Linked DNA regions of Sus scrofa: region 1 is linked to region 2. The links are chromatin contacts, called in public HiChIP or PLAC-seq maps. All regions are on one chromosome and are shown on one strand. The core of a region is the stretch at or near the end of the contact, and the rest is flanking DNA. Distances in the headings are between cores, read along the strand shown.

What was found. HiChIP or PLAC-seq counts read pairs in DNA pulled down with a chosen protein or histone mark.
Region 1: an H3K27ac HiChIP or PLAC-seq map of alveolar macrophages shows a contact between it and region 2. The contact joins two enhancer-like sites. A contact is called at or near these places in 2 of 2 datasets of contacts at active chromatin or transcription factors (alveolar macrophages and skeletal muscle).

Annotation. Positions count from the first base shown.
Region 1 is chr17:17,953,872-17,956,571 of Sscrofa11.1, forward strand. All of the region lies in intron 2 of PLCB4 (1-phosphatidylinositol 4,5-bisphosphate phosphodiesterase beta-4), which reads left to right. Among named protein-coding and RNA genes, the nearest start is that of PLCB4, 39 kb to the left of the region's middle. Within about 2 kb of position 1,395, at least 4 of the 83 cell types and tissues checked have an H3K27ac peak or open chromatin away from gene starts, as enhancers often do. A contact at or near this core is called in alveolar macrophages, where this site is marked.
Region 2 is chr17:17,631,528-17,634,240 of Sscrofa11.1, forward strand. The region is part of intron 26 of PLCB1 (1-phosphatidylinositol 4,5-bisphosphate phosphodiesterase beta-1); the gene reads left to right. Among named protein-coding and RNA genes, the nearest start is that of PLCB4, 280 kb to the right of the region's middle. Within about 2 kb of position 1,289, at least 4 of the 83 cell types and tissues checked have an H3K27ac peak or open chromatin away from gene starts, as enhancers often do. A contact at or near this core is called in alveolar macrophages, where this site is marked.

The DNA of each region.
Region 1 (2,700 bases), core at 145-2,644, 320 kb after region 2:
TTGTCACAATTGGGACTGCCTAGCATCCGAGTCCTTTTCCTGAATTTGGGGGAATCCATCATTGTATGAAGCTGGGTGTGGGAGACTGCCCTGTTCCTCTTAAGTTCCTAGGCAGAAATGCCTACTTTTGTTTCTTCCTGCCTTCTGCCAGCTAGAGGGAGCACAGGAATTAAGGTCTGCCAAACTTGGGTCTACGCTTCTGGAGGGATGAATCAGAGAGGCAGAAGATGGCTTAGAATTCCACCCATCGCTGGTGCCTGAAGCAGCGTTGATGGCTGTGGATGTGGTGGTCGTGGTCTATGCTGACCAGGACCAGCAGCTTTGGTAGTAGGTCTAGTCCTATACCTATTGAGTCAGTTATTGACAGCAAGAGAGATACTAAGGAAATCAGCTTTTTTTAGGTGCATAAGGAGCCCAGACTAGCTTTGTCTATTCCTACTGACATCCTCCTTTAAGTGGAATAATAACAATAGGATAATTAAAGAACATCAATAGAACAAGACATCAGTATTCCTTTAAATTAGTCATAACACAATTGAGATATCCCATTATTCTGTAGTGGAGAGAAACCCTTTCACTGTCCCTCAATGAAAGAACTCTTATGTCAGAATTATAAACATCCCACTTTGGTTTAGTAACGGAAAGACTTTTTTTTGAGGAGATTGTTGTTTATAATCTGTTTCTCATACTCACGGTCTAATCAAAACCATTGCCTGTGAACAATTACACCATATCTGGTTCCTACACGCTAGATTGATTGGCCTGTTTTATTTGTTTTCCAGAATAAGCAGACTGTGGCGTATTGTTTTACACTATGTTTAAGCATACTGTCTGTTCTTCATGTGCGCTGCTTCGCCACTTTGGCACACGTAGCAGCTGTGTAACCATCTGTGTCATCATGTGTGTCAAATGTGGGACACAACTTCTAAAACCCATGCTCTGTCTTCCTTCTTCTGATTGGATGCAGATGACATGAAGCCAGTAGTGGATGGTGGGGAGACAGGGTCGAAGACACCTGGGTCTCCATTGTTGCATGAAGCAGGGCTGTTCGCTAACCAGGAAAACCACATGTTCCCCAAGAGAAAATCTTTGATGGTCAATACTTGCAGTCTTTCCCACTAATAACTATACTGGGAAAGATATAATGAAAAAAAAAAAGAGCATATGAGAGAGGGAGAGAGAGAAATAAACTTCTGTTGTGTTGAGGGCTTTATGTATTGTTACATCTATTTGTTACAGAAGCTGACGTTACCCTTGTTCAGCCAGATGAATCTCATCATTTCCTCTTATTAGGTAATAGTTGACATTTTTCTTTTTTAAGTTGCTCATTATCTGGAAGCTTCTCCATTGAGTAGTAGCATGGGTTATGCAGAATTATGATGAAACTGTTGGAGAAGCTAGGGCATGTACTTCCCTGTATTACTTCAGATAGATCTAAGATAGAGGAGAGCTTGATGACTCATGGGAGAGCAGTTTTGTAAAAACATAGATGTAGCATTTTGAGTGACTTTGTAATCTTGGATCACCGTAGAGATTGTGGGGCCTGAGTATCCAAGTTCACTGACTAATTTTCACTTCACAAGTGTGTAGAAAACCTTTGATAGTCTTATTAGAAAAGGTTTTCTAGGCTTATAGGTTTCAAGCGGGCTGTATAGGCAGACAATGAAGGGTTGTTGCTGTGGCATGAAAGGATGCTATGAAATCGTATTTTTAACACAGAGGAAAAAAGTATGTGATATTCTTTCATAAGTCTCAGATGCAGTGGTTCAAGAGATTGAGGAGTTCTTGGTGTGGTGCAGTGGATTAAGAATCCAGCCAGTATCCTTGAGGATGTGGGTTTGATCCCTGGCCTTGCTCAGTGGGTTAAGGATCCTGCATTACCGTGAGATGTGGTGTAAGTCGAAGATGCTGCTCGGATCTGGTGTTGCTGTGGCTGTGGCTGGCAGCTACAAGCTCCGATTTGACTTCTAGCCTGGGAACTTCCGTATGCCTTGGGTGCGGCCCTAAAAAAAGCCAAAAAAAAAAAAAAAAAAAGGGAATCTAACTACAGTGGGTCGGGTTGCTGGGGAGGTGGGGGTTCGATCCAGTGTTGCCACAGCTTCAGCTAGGATTCAGTCCCTGGCCTGGGAATTTACATATGCCATAGGTGAGGCCATTAAAAAAAAAAGAGAGAGATTGATTATCCATTTTGCATTTGCCATGATGCCTAAATGATTGCTTGTCAGAGAGGAGATCTTAGGTATTTAATGTTTCTGCTTTATAGTTTACTGTGTATTAACTAATAACATTTCTTCTTCTAATATGTGGTGAAAGGAACTGTATACCTGTGAGGTTATTCACAGAGATTTTATGTATGCTCATGTATTTTAAATGTTCTGAGTCTGTTGGGGGAAAAGTACCTAATAAACACAAATAATTTCTTATATCAACAGTTCATTTCTGTTGACCTAGTACACTTCCATTTTTTTCCCCCCATAGTAATGCCAGAGCATCTTATAAGCTCCATGCAGCAGCTTGAGCAGAAATAAGACATATGTAGTGTCAGCACTGTGTAACCTGTGACGGGTGATTTAATCTCTCCTTCCATACGCTCTACCATTGAAGGCACTTCAGATTAGGAGTGAAGTAAAAAGTCTGCACAAAGGAGCCACATGGCTGTCACTTCCATCTACATTATGAAGGTGATGATAGTTGGGTCTA
Region 2 (2,713 bases), core at 39-2,538:
TCTGGCGTTGCTATGGCTGTGGTGTAGGCTGGCATTTGCAGCTCCAGCTGATCCCTAGCTTGGGAACTTCCATACGCTGCAGGTGTGGCCTGGAAAAAAAAAAAAAAAAAAAGGAAATGTAGTAATAAACATGCTTGGATAAATCTTTTCACATATTCATAAATTATTTTAAATAAAATTCTAGAAATGGGATCCCTAGATCAATTTATACCTTTTGTTTTTTAGTTTGTAACTATCATCAAGGTATGAAAGAGCAAAAAAATGTTATATCATTAATACCTTAATTTATGTTTCCATATTAAGTTGAATTTTTGGCATATTTATTGTTGATTTCTGTTTCTTCCTTTGCAAATTTTCATATCATGATGCTCACTTGATCTTTTTTTTTTAAATTGAAGTATAGTTGATGGATAATCGATGTGTTATACCTTGTCTCGGACCTACACCCCTGCAAGAAGGAAAACCATCCATTTTCCCCTCAGCTCACTTTTGCTTGTAGGCTGAATTTCTTTATTTGGCAAAATCCTAAGACTAGAGATTCAGGAAGTCCTACTCTTGAGTTTTAGCCTCAGGGCTCAAGACCAGCTGGCTGAGTTGATAGCTGATTCGCTGTACTAGAATCTAGTTGGAGGGGCAACTTGTGTTGAGGATGAGATTGGTTTTTATTTTTTTAATTCTTGGCCACACCCTTGGCATGCAGAAGCTCCAGGGCCAACAGACCACAGCTGCAGCCTGAAGTAACAACTCGGGATCCTTAATTCAGTCACTACCAGGGAAATCCTGCAAGTTGTCTTGTTGAAAATCAAATCTCTGCTACCCTTTGCTGCTCTATCTGAAACCCACAAAGCCCTGGAGAGATAACCCTTGTTTAGCATCTAAGGGTCCCCACAGCCCCCTGTACTCAGATCGTGCTGGGGAGAAGCATCTCTCACACATTCATTCAACCAATATTTATTGAGTGCCTACTGTATGCTCTGGGAACACAATGGTGAATACAGCCCACCCAGTTATCACCCCAAAGTGGCTAACATGGAAACACAGGAATTACATGAGCATGGAAGCTGAGTCAGACAGGCTGTACCACATCCTTACCGTCACTCCTCACTCCATAATCCCATCTTGATGCCACGTTAGAGAGAATGGTAAGAGGCATTTGTCAGATACATATTATGACGTATGGTTAACATGTGTTTAGCTTGAAAGCACAATCAAAACCTAGTACTTGGTTTTTAAAAAGCAGCAAAGTCATCATTTCTTAGAGCCAAAGCAGCCTTAGAAGCTGTCTGAGTGAACTTTTGTCACTTCCTCAATGAAGAAGCGGAAAACTAAAGGCTTAACATGTACCCACAGTCATACAAACAGTTCAAGCAAAGCTTGGCCTAAAACTTCTAATTTCTTAGCGATTTGTATGTAGTCATCAGTTTATTCCTGTATTTATTTACTTGTAAGTCATATCCTGCAAACTTCCAATAGAATATTGAAGTAACTTATCATAGAAGACATGTATAAAAATCCTATAAAAATAGGGAAAAAATGCACACAGACTGTCTACCAGTTACCAGACCTGCTGTCAAATACATGAGTCACTAGCCACAAACAGTGACTCCTTGAAATTGAGATGTGGGAGTTCCCATTGTGGCTCAATGGGTTAAGAATCCAAATAGTGTCCATGAGCATGGGGGTTTGATCCCTGACCTCGTTCAGTGGTTTAAGGATCTGGCGTTGCCACAAGCTGCAGTGCAGGACACAGACACAGGCTTGGATCCTGCATTGCTGTGGCAGTGGTGTAGGCCAGCAGCTGCAGCTGCGATCAGACTCCTAGCCTGAGAATGTCTGTATGCCACAGGTGCAGCCCTAAAAAGTCCAAAAAAACCCCACAAATTGAGATGTGCCTTAAGTATAAATCACACAGAAGAGTTCAAAACTTCACTAATAAAAGGACTGGAAAATAGCTCCTTTTTTATATTGACTTATATTGACTTTAATTACATGTTGAAATATTTTCAAGGATCAGGTTATGCACAATATATTATTAAATTAATTCCACTGATTTCTTTTTAAGGTAGCTACAAGAAATTTCAAATCACATATGTGAGAAAAAAATCAAATGCGTGGTCCACATTGTATTTTGACTCAACAGCACTTACCATTTAATGTAATTTCTGGCCTTGAATACTGAAGTTAGTGCTTAGCTTCTGAGAAAAGGGAATATGGATGGCTTTGATCAGTCTCCTTATCTGATTAAAGAAAACTTGCTTGCTTTTTCAAGAAAGACAAACATTTTCCTGGTATTAAATTACAGGAGAATTCATCTCATGGATCTTATGTCGGCAATATTAGGCAACAGGGGAAAATGTCTTCAACCTTGTTTTTGGAGGAGATGCAGAAACATCGCTCCTTCGGTTATTATTATTATTATTATTTTTTGTACTTTCCTCTCAAACAATAAACAACAAAACTCCCTAAGCATCTAAGCATCTAGTATTGAAAAATACATCAGGAGAAACTTTTTTTCAAGAAGCAAAACCACTGAGATCTGACTATGTCTGTCCATATCTTATCCCCGTTGATACATAATAAGATCCCGGAAATACCTCCATGTGACAGTCATAATGTCCATTAGATTAATTCCTTTTTTTGCCAGTGAAATTTTAAAAATTTCGCTAATTTTCTTTTTGTTTTGAGTGTGCAGTTATTTTTCACAAAAATGTAT